Regions from separate parts of the Mus musculus genome. Here region 1 is linked to region 2. The links are chromatin contacts, called in public promoter capture Hi-C maps. All regions are on one chromosome and are shown on one strand. Each heading gives the region's core, a stretch centred on a gene start, on an enhancer-like site or on the middle of the called end of the contact. The rest is flanking DNA. Distances are from core to core; before and after follow the strand shown. Region 1 holds the start of 9530059O14Rik (RIKEN cDNA 9530059O14 gene). Region 2 holds the start of Foxl2 (forkhead box L2).

The links. Promoter capture Hi-C pulls out the DNA fragments that hold promoters and counts their contacts.
Region 1: a contact with region 2 is called in a promoter capture Hi-C map of cranial neural crest. The contact joins the promoter of 9530059O14Rik here to the promoter of Foxl2 in region 2.

The regions. Positions count from the first base shown.
Region 1 is chr9:122,570,473-122,575,748 of GRCm38.p6, reverse strand. 9530059O14Rik (RIKEN cDNA 9530059O14 gene) reads right to left here and starts at 3,248. Exons shown (of 2, transcript NR_015610.2): 1 at 2,985-3,248.
Region 2 is chr9:98,952,758-98,958,171 of GRCm38.p6, reverse strand. Foxl2 (forkhead box L2) reads right to left here and starts at 2,565. Exons shown (of 1, transcript NM_012020.2): 1 at 46-2,565. The coding sequence starts at 2,511. The coding sequence ends at 1,384. It overlaps Foxl2os (forkhead box L2, opposite strand), which reads left to right and starts at 2,862. Exons shown (of 8, transcript NR_003248.3): 1 at 2,862-3,767; 2 at 3,938-3,968; 3 at 4,054-4,144; 4 at 4,315-4,567; 5 at 5,216-5,414.

The DNA.
Region 1 (5,276 bases), core at 1,999-4,498, about 24 Mb before region 2:
GAACCTTCTCACAGTAAAATCAACAGCAAGCAAGTAGACAGTGCCAGCTTCCTCAGATAATTACTGATGTCTTAGGAAAAGACTCTCTGAAGCATGGCTGCCCAGGCACTAGCATCCAAGCTGAGCGCTAGAGCCAGGATCTGCCCTTGTGAATCCTGAAACTGAGCGCTAGAGCCAGGATCTGCCCTTGTGAATCCTGAAGCTACTGAAATCGATTTGAGTTTTAGAATGACCTGCAATCACAGACAATTTACCTGATTGCTTGTTCCAGGGACTCAAAGCCTTCAAGGTGCTGGGATTTGTAGTTGTGTTTTGTAGATTTAAAAGAGGGGAAGATAATGTAAGGGGGAAGGTGTGTGTGTTGGGGGGACAGAAGGAGCTTTGAACTTAAATTATCGCTTTAAAAAGAAACATGCAATTTTCACTCGGAATAATGGCTGAGGTAAGTGCTAACAGGTCCAGCCAGATCTGGAAATGTGCTATCTCATTCTAGCTGTCAGGTGAGAAATGTCTTTTTCTTCCTTTTAAATAACGTATCTACTTTAAGAATGGATGGTAGGTAGCCAAATGGGCATCTTTCTAGAGAAAAAATTTTTTTAAAGAAAGTAAAAATGATTTAAATTTCTCTTCTTCTTGGTCAGCCCTGCTGTCTGTGCGGATGATACACAGACGGTGGCAGTGAGAATTAGGAATTATGAATTCAGAACGCCTCTTTCTTCAAAGGGCTTATAATACTCTTTCCTATAGATTTGAAATCTTGTCTTTGCAGAGGTGGCTTCCTCTAATCATATGTGGCATGTCCTGACTCAGTTCTTCTTGGTGGAGCTTGCAGTAAAGGGCTAGTGCATCCATTTATTTCTTCTTCCTGTTCTCATGAAGATACCGGATGCTTAACTATCACACATGCTGGCTTATTCTGTATATTACCTGAAAACCTCATTAAAAAACAAACAAACAAAAAGACACTAAAAACCCAAACCCTTATTTTTATTAAGAAATCTTATCAGGAGATCCAACGCCTTTGATGTTTGTTCTCGACGTGTCTTTCAGCCTCCCCGACCTTAAAGTTTAGAAGCAGTTCTCACTCTGTCTTCTCCAACAAAATCAGCCTCTCAGAGTTATTACAAATACTGGTTTGCGAAGCTGACAGGTGAAGTGGAGTAATATTAGGTTTTGAAGGCTGCACAGGAGTCGAAGCCCCTCTCCAACATTAGTGCACATGAGCACAGGCATCACAGAGCCCGATGCTGCCTCGCCCTGCACTGCTGCAATTGCAGGGTTCCTTCCCTGGTGTCATGCAGACACTCAGAAGAAGGGTGGGGCTCCCTGGTCTTGCAGTGTAATGGCAAAGAGATTCTCTGCTGTTCAGAAAACTGAATTGTTCACATTCTGGTTTTCCAATATTCTCCACAAATACCTTGAACATAATGGGGTGGTTAAGACTGTCACTGTTTCTAATGTTACAAGGGAGATGAAAACCTTTGTGTCAGGCCAAATGAGATGTGTGCACCAGTGCAGATGGTGGTTATCAAAATGAAGGGGGTGAATCTAAAAGCCCAAGGAAAATCTCCTAGGGAGGAGACTGATAAGAATGAATATATATATATATATATTATATATATTTATAATATATATATATATATATATATATATATATATATATATATATAATGTGGTTAAGGTCTAGAAGTGAAATCTAACTGTGCTAAGCTCTGCTGGCAGCCTTATGAGTCAGCACACCTCTCAACCCTTCAGCAAGTGCAGCTAGAGTAAATGGGTAAGAGCTGTCTTTGGACACACCCATTCTCTCTCTCTCTCTCTCTCTCTCTCTCTCTCTCTCTCTCTCACACACACACACACACACACACACACACACACACACACCTTTATGCTGCTGGGTGTCTGAATTCAGAGCTTGTATCCCAAACTGCACCCTTCCACCTCCACTGAGAAGACTCAGCTCCAGTGCAGAAGGGCTAGCCTTCAGCTCTCTCCCCAGCGTAATTGGATCAGGGCTTATTTCTTCCTCTAGGGGCAACTCCTACTTCATTTTCTCTCCAGTCTGCATGTTATCAGCTTGACATCCCCTTCAGTGGCACATGACAAATTAAATTGGCCATCACTGTACTCATCAAAGGAGGTTGTCTTCTGTTCCCCAGAAGTCCTGTGTTCTCTCTCTCTCTCTCTCTCTCTCTCTCTCTCTCTCACACACACACACACCTTGGTTTTTATTTATTTCTATTTTTTTCCCTAGGGTTTTGTTTGAAAGGTTATAAGGAACATATGGACCATAAAGCCAAAAGTATAGTCGCAAAATATGACTCAAATACCTACATCTCTACTGCCTTGCATTTAAAACAAAAACTTTACAAAAACGCGAATTAAGTTATTTTCTCCATCTTCCCTCGTAATTCAACACTTTAACGCATATTTTCTGCCAAAAAGTCATAAAGTAAAAATGGTGTATCCTAGGCGCTTCCAAGTCTCACACATCCTTGGCAGAATAACCTGCAGCACAGGGGTAGATCAGAAACGGAGGGGGTTAGCTGGTTAGCAACATCTACAGCCACTGTTTCTTCTCTCCTTGGCATTTCAAGTGGCTTTTGGGGACAGAGTGACGGGACCAACGCAGAGGCTTCGCCCTAGCCCTACCCAGGGCTGATTCTCAAAAGGGCCCCCGCCCCCCACATTCAAACACGCCGGGTGTACCCAGCCTGCGCCAGCTAGCTAGAGCTCCCGGCTCCTATCTGAGTGTCTTTTCAACCTTTGTCAAGTATCTCAAGACAAGAATTCCTCAAATCAAAGCGCTTTCCCAAACCAGGGACTGGGGAAACTCGAAAAAGAGGCCCAGAAGGCGAGTGACTTCGGACTTGTTCTGCAAGCTTGACTTAGTCATTACACCAAACCTCCTGTGCCCTAGAGGATCCCGGGGTTCCCACACAGTAGGAGGGCATCCCATGCCTGCGCTCCCGCTGGGCACTCACCTACTGCTAGAAAAGAAGTCACAATCTGTGGTCCAGACTTCCGCCGCAGAGAAGCCCAGCACGCCCACCCAGAGGGCTAGCGCGCCTCCGCGGGTGGTCGGATCACAGGGTGCCGAGGGTACCCACTGAGGTGGCCGGACATCTGGGTGTCTGAGCGCGCCCTCCGAGGTAGTCTGATCGCTCGCGCCCGGTAGGGCGGTGGGAACCCGGGCAGCTGCTGCGAGGAGCGCTCCCGGGCGGGTCCGCGCCGAGCTCGAGCGAGCGGGCGAGCGGGGCGGGAGGGGCCATTTGTAACCGAGCAGACGCTACCACCGCCCCTTACTCGCGGGGGGCGGGGGCGGGCGGTCAGGTGATGGCGGCCCACCCCGCGCCGCGGAGCCCGGTGGTTCCTGCCCGGGAGGAGCCCCCTGGCGCGCTCTGATTGGAACTCCCGCTGCAGTAGGAGGGGGAGGGGGACACGTGACCGCCCGACTGGGCAGCCGGCGCGCCCCACCCGCTATGGGCACCCCATCTTTCCTCCCGGAAAAGCCGGGGAACACAGGGAAGGCGGGGGAGCACGCAAGGTGCAACCAGCTCCTTTAGCTGCAGTGCCGGGTGATCACCGCAGCTGAACCTGGGAAGGCATTCACACTACCAACCGGCCTTCACAGTCCTCCGCCCTGCCCTTGGCAGTAGAACCCTCCCTCCTCTGCTGCAGCCCCCCCCCCCCCCACACACACACACTGACACTCTGAATAGACCCCACCGGCACTTCATAGTCAAGCGTGACCCCTCCCCTCTCTGTCTCTTTCTGCGCACCGGCGAGAGTGAGTACCCGAGAACAGCTTAAGGCGATGCGATGCATTGCAGACACCGCCCAGTTCCAAGGCTAGAAAACCCCGCAACCCACGACTAGACCACGCCCGGGAATGCCTGATAACTCCAAGGTCTACAAGGTTCTGAACTCGAACAGGCTCCCTCAGGAGAAGGGAACCGCAGTAGAAGGCCCACCCTCCCCAGAGAGGGCAGTGGTCTTCTGAGTGCAAGTCCAGTCCTCAGCCCAGGGGAGCAAAGATCCAATAAAGGTCAAATTAAAACATAAGGTAGTGACGCCGCCAGGGACGTGCCTCATGGTTGTGGGAAGCCGGCAATTAACCACCCACGACCGGGCGTTGCTTTTCTCTCGAATGTGAACGCCCTCGGAGTTGCGCTGTTCCATGCTCGCTCCAGTTCTCTGCAGAGAACGGATTCTGCAGCCTTGCACTCTGCTTCCCCATGACCCCCTCCCTTGGTTGCACCATCCTAGATGGCAGGAATTCAGAGAAAATGCGGTGTCACGTCCGCTGCGACGCCCGTGGACGCGTCTGCGACAACCCCAGCAGCACATGGGGACCGTGAATCTGCTCGCCACTTGGGCCATACTGTGGGCATTCTTATGAGATTATTAGAAGCAAACTGTCTCTCTCTACACTGGCTTCTTTCTAACTTCTGTCCAAGAGAGTTTTGTACTGTATTTGGACGTGGATGCGGTTTTTGGCCAAGGCAGAAACCGCATAGTCCAAAGCACAGATGGGGGAAGAAGGTGGGACTTAATGGTCCCATTGCACTCCAACTTCCCTCTCAACCTCTACCCGCGAAGCAACGCCTCCCTTAACCCAGAGGGTCTTTCCCCAACCCCTTCATGACACTTGTGTGCTTCCCTGGGCACAGGACAAATGTCCAGCAGGTTTGCTTAGTAGGAAGCTTAACTGCATGCAAAGCTTCGGGCACCAACGCTAGACAGAACTTTGGAGGACTCCGAAAAGCTACCATGGGAGAGAGGGGCCTGTCAAATTAAGAAGTATATTATTTTCCAAGCAGATGCCTCGCTGCCCTTCTCAAAACTACACTATATATAAAAGGGGGAAAATAATCCACTACACACACACACACACACACACACACACACACACACACACACACACACCTTTTTAGCAAGGATCTGGGAAGTTGAGAGAATACTGCTCACTTGTGGCATCGCCCGAAGAGATAATTCCTGAGGGTCTGGCGTGTATTCAAAGATATGATATCCGGTAGCCTAGACAGGAAGGAGGTGAATACTCCTTCAGAGTCTCAAGGTTGTGATTTTGAACTTGAAACTGTAGATCCTAATTTTTTTGTTTTTGCCTCCCTCTCCCTTCAATGCTTTATGTTGCATATCTGGGAATGATGGTGGAGTTAAATGCAACACACACACACACACACACACACACACACACACACACACACGTTGGGTCCGGCACAGCTGGAGATGTGTGGTATCAGATCCTGGAC
Region 2 (5,414 bases), core at 1,316-3,815:
GCTAGCTGCTGAACTACGGTGTAAAAGAAACAATGCAAGTCCGTGTTAAAAGAAAAACAAAAAACAAAAAAATTTATTTGGGAATTGACAAGGGACGCCCTCACACACGTACAAACACAACAAAAGTGCTCTAGTTCCCTCTAGAAAATTTGGTCCCCGAAAGACATTACTCAACCACCAGGTCACGGGATTTCGGGCCAGCCGGCTGGGGCCACAAGCCCGTGTGGGCCGGCCATGACGAGTTTCACATTTCTCCTTCCGAAGGTGGAAGAAACAAGACATTGGAAAAACAAAAATCAGGGATAGGAGTGTCATCTGGGCGGTGTGTACCAGCCAGGCAGAGATCTCTTCTGGCATCCGGGGCAGAATCGGAAGATCCGGGGAAATTTGTTTTGAGTTCAACTTTTAAATAGAAAAGAAATTCCTAATTTGTAGTGGAAACCTTATTTTAGCTAGTTATTTTCTCCTCCCTCTGAACACAGCCTAATGAAGTCACCACGGGAATTCTTACACAAATTTCCCAGCAGGGTCGATGAAGAAAACCAAAACTTTTGATTTTGTTGTTTGGTTTTAGCAAACTCCAAGGCCATTACATTTCTCCTCCCCACCCCCCCATGAATGTTTTATTCTCTCCCTCTTTCTTTTTTTCTTTAAAAAGTATTTTTTAATATTTTCAAAAGCCTCACCAATCTTTTTCATAAAGACCTGGCCTGGAGGTGCCCTATGCGGTGCTCTGCGGAGCGGAGGCACCACGGCCTCACAAGGAGCGGGGGATGAGAACTCGGTTGCAGGCCGCGGAACGAGGCTGTCCCTGCTCCAGCCTGGGGCTCAACCCCCGCCCCGCCCAGTGGGCCCCTCTGCAAGCGGCTTCTGATCAGTTCCAGGAGGGATCGCAGAGCGACCAGACACGTTCTTTCCATTCTCCGGTAGTGTGGGTCCCTCTTCCCCCAGCAGCCTAGCGCTTCTAGTCGCAGACAGTCGGGGTGGGGAATTAAAAATAAAATCGAGCTTGAGTCCACCGACCTGGAAGAGAGGGCCAAGAGGTAAGCTGCGTCTCAGACACTTCGACCGCACCTCGGCCGGGGACTCACTCCCTGCGGTGAGGAGAGGAGGCCCGCGGAAAGCACGGAGTGGGCGGCCTCCGGCCAGCAGCACGGGAAAGCAGAGGCCGCGGCGGGGAAGAGCACCGGAGGAGCAGCGGAGGCGACAAAGCGGAGTCGCAGGAGCGGGGCGGACCGAGGAAGGGCAGACCGCTCGAGGGCTCTGCATCCAGAAGCTGTCCCGGAGTGCGCGCTGTCAGGCTGGCTGCTGCGGCTGCGACCCGAGCTCGGCTCCTCCACTCCCGGGATAGGGGTGGGGGACCGCTCCCGCGCGCGTTGGCACTCAGAGATCCAGACGCGAGTGCAGCGCGCCCGTCTTGCTGTCGTGGTCCCAGTATGAGCAATGCATCATGGCGAGCTCGGGTTGCCGGGCGCAGGCGAACTGCAGGCCGGGCGCGCTCGTGGGCGCGGGTGCCGGGGGCGCGGCGGTGGCCGGGCTGGCGGGACTGAGCTGACCCGGGGGAGGCGCGGCAGCCCCGTGGTGTGGCGGGGCTGGCGGGGGCGCAGCGGCCGCGTGCAGATGATGTGCGTGAGGGTGCGGGTGAGGGTGCGGCGGCGGTGGCGGCGGCGGTGGTGCGGCAGGAGGGCCCCCCAGGCCGTTGTAGGAGTTCACGACGCCCGGAGGCAGCGCCATGCTCTGCACGCGCGAGTACGGCCCGTAGGAGGCGGCGGGGCCCGCCAGCCCCTTGACCACCGCGGCTGCACCGGGGCTGCCCGGGCCGGCGGCTGCAGCGGCTGCAGCAGCGGCCGCCGCAGCCGCCGCCATCTGGCAGGAGGCGTAGGGCATGGGCGAGGGAGGCTGCGGCAGGGGCCAGGAGTTGTTGAGGAACCCCGATTGCAGGTACTTGGGTGGCGCCAGGTAGCCATAGCCATCGGCCCCAGCTCCGGGCACGCCGCAGCCACCCGCCGCTCCTCCGCTCCCGAAGAGCCCCTTGCCGGGCTGGAAGTGAGCGGGCGGCGGCCGGAAGGGCCGCTTCATGCGGCGGCGGCGCCGGTAGTTGCCCTTCTCGAACATGTCCTCGCAGGCCGGGTCGAGCGTCCAGTAGTTGCCCTTGCGCTCGCCGCCGCCCTCGCGCGGCACCTTGATGAAGCACTCGTTGAGGCTGAGGTTGTGGCGGATGCTATTCTGCCAGCCCTTCTTGTTCTTCTCGTAGAACGGGAACTTGGCTATGATGTACTGGTAGATGCCGGACAGAGTGAGCCTCTTCTCGGCGCTCTCGCGGATCGCCATGGCGATGAGCGCCACGTACGAGTACGGGGGCTTCTGCGCGGGGTCTGGTTTCTCCGGTGTTGTCCCGCCTCCCTTGCCGGGACTCGGCGGCGACGCCTCGGCCTCTTTGACTGCGCGTCCGCTCTCCGGAGCCAGCAGGGTCCCCGCCGTGTCTTCGGGCTCGGGGTAGCTGGCCATCATGACAAAAGCCGGCTCTCCGCGGCCGGGCAGCCCGGAGGCTGTGCTCTCCTGGTGCAGGCTCGCCTTGCAGGCGGGCGCAGGAGTGTGCGCTCGGCGCAGAGCCTCTAACTTCTGCAGGCTGCGGGGACCGGAGGCCTCGCGCGGCTCTCACTCTCTTCTCTTTTCCCCCCGGGGAGCGGTCTGCGGGAGTGGAAGTCAGCCTCTGGCCATCGGGAGTCTGCCCAACAGCGAGGGGCTCCGGCCCCGCCGCCCCTCCCCGCCCAGGCCAGTCCCCGCCTCGGTGGGTTTTCTTGGCTGAGCTCTCCCCTCCCCCCACCGCCCGGTTTCCCCGAGGCGCGACCCGCGTCTCTGGCGCAGCCGCCTCCTGGAGTCCCTAGTGCGCCAGGAGCCTCGCTCCGTTCTGATTCGTATGGGCTCCGCAGAGTTCCGCTTGCGTCAGGGGCCTTCGCCCCTATAGCGGGGCAGCCAGCAGCGCACGGGCGAGTTCATCTCTAAGTCTCCTTTTTTTTTTAAACGGCCGGCAGAACTTGGACCGGCCTTCCCGAGCCTCCGGAGCCTCCCGGGCCCAGCCAACAGCCTGCCTCACGCTCTTACGAGTCTTGAAAATCTGCGGGTGTTTGCTTCGCCGAAAAGCCCTGGTTGGGGCTCGCTGCGCCCTGCCAGTGCCCCGGGAATGCTGACCCCAGCGAGGAGAGGTGATCCAAGCCTCTGGGCAGCTTTCAGGTGAAAGAAAACAAAACCCTTTGCTCTGTGCTTCGGGCTGTGCTGGGGCTAGACTTCTAGCTTTGAGGCTTAGGGAGGGGCGAGATGGCAAGGGGGCCGGACCGGGGTGGAGTGGCCGAACTTTGCGGCAGCTGGAGGTAAACCAGCTCAGAGCTCGTGTCACGGAAGGCAGAAGCTTCGGCCTGCTCTGTCCCTCGAGCTCTCTGAGCCCAATTGAGGCTGGGGAGAGGATCGCTGGGAAGAGACACCCAGGAGTACCGCTCACTGGCATCGGACGTTTCGCTTCTCTGTGCTGAGGTGGATGTAGGGACCAGCTTTCTCCTTGGAACTCGCCTTGCAATCCCACAATTTGGGTGTGTGTTTTAAAGATCAAGTGGTATCCCTTGTACTCTGGCTTGGACACAGACGAGGATGTTGCTGAGGGGCTTTGGGGACTGTTGCGTGCACAAGTGTCACGCGTGGAAGGCACGGGGCAAAAATCTGTTCTTAAAGACACACGTGATACTGCGCAAGTGTGCTGTTCAGAAACCCAGGTATGCTTATATATGTACAATGTGTGAGACTTGTATTTGCTTATTTTTGCTTAGTGAGGTGTATGAATCAAGCACCAGAGTACATGGTTGTATCCATGAACATGGTTCGTGGATACAACCTCTTTTTTTTTTTTTTTTCCTGTCTTCCTTTGTCCTTCCTACCCTTACAGCCGTTACCTGCATCTTCTCCTTCCAGCATAGGTAAGGAAGGAAAACCACAGGCTGGGGAGGCGCTTTCTCGCGTCCCAGTCACGAATGGACAGTAGTCTTTCCCCTTGTTTTTAAGATAATAGCCGAAGTCTGGTGGGGATCCAGTTACATCTCCGAAAATAGAAAACGGACTTAGAGGAATTCCTTCCGTGCCAGCACAACATCAGGTGTGCCCTGTCACTCAGCCTTAACACAGGTTTGCAGTCTTGGAAGTGTGAGAGAGGCTGAGGAAGAGTGATCAGACACGTTGTGAAGGATAATGGTCTGAATGAATGATGTGTGCCAGTCACACATCTAGGTGGCTATCCCAGTGCCTGTTTCTACCTCTTTCTTTCAGGTTGCTTGGACTTTAAGAGTTCTCCAGAATGCCACGAGCCCACACTGGCCAGTGGCTCCAGCGGTCCGAAGACCATTTATCTACAGTGTGTGCTTGTGCTTCCCACTTTGAGATGAAGGGAAAGGAGGACTCTGTGTGTGTGTGTGTGTGTGTGTGTGTGTGTGTGTGTGTGTGTGTGTAGTCCAACATCTCAAAGATGACTACAGAGAGGTCAGCCAGGCAAACCCGGCCTAACCACCAGGATACAAGGGAGGTAGGCTTCTCTAAATTTCTCTGAGAAATACCCACATCTAGCCCTTATTGACAGTATCCCCAAGTAGCCTCCATGTTTTTCTAAGCTATCCCTCACCGCCCTGAGCACACTCAAGAGACAAACAGCACTTCTTCAATACTTGTCTGTTTTCTGAGCATGCCTGCAGGTGTTTGTCTTCTTCCTCACCATCAGGCATGCCCAGGTTATGGGTCTGGATCTGAGTCTGCTTGGTTCTGGGCAGGGGAAAAATATCTGGCTTTGGTCGGGACCAAAGAGGGTGGAGGTCGGTCTCCCTCTTCTTCATTTTTTTCTTTTTTTCTTCCTTTTTTTTTTCTTTCTTTGACCACCCAAGCTGACCCTGGGTCTCATCCCCCACCCCCTCCACGGCTCCATTTCCGGCCGCTCAGCTCCTCCTCAGCAGCCAGGTGTGACAGAATTGTTGCATGTGTCATCGCTTCCCTGAATTCCTCTGTCGGCTCCCTTTTCAGTCTTTAAGGAGCCCGAGGTGTGTGTGTGTGTGTGTGTGTGTGTGTGTGTGTGTGTTGGGATTGTAGATCAGAATCTCTTTTAGGCTTTTTTTTTTTTTTTTTCTGAGTGGAAATAGGAGTCACACATTCCTGGGAACTGACTTCTTGCTGTCCTTTGCAGGATCAGCACCCTAATCCCAGGTGGAGAAAGAGTGCCTCTTGTGCGCACAAGGCTGGGAAACACAACTGCAGGGCGCCCCGAGGGATCACCTTCCAGACCCTGGGTGAGCAGCCAGAGCTAAGAAGACTGGGACGAATGTGCTTGCCTGTTCGGTGGTACAGCAGTAGGTGGATAGAGCAGGCACTCTAGGAAGTGGCCG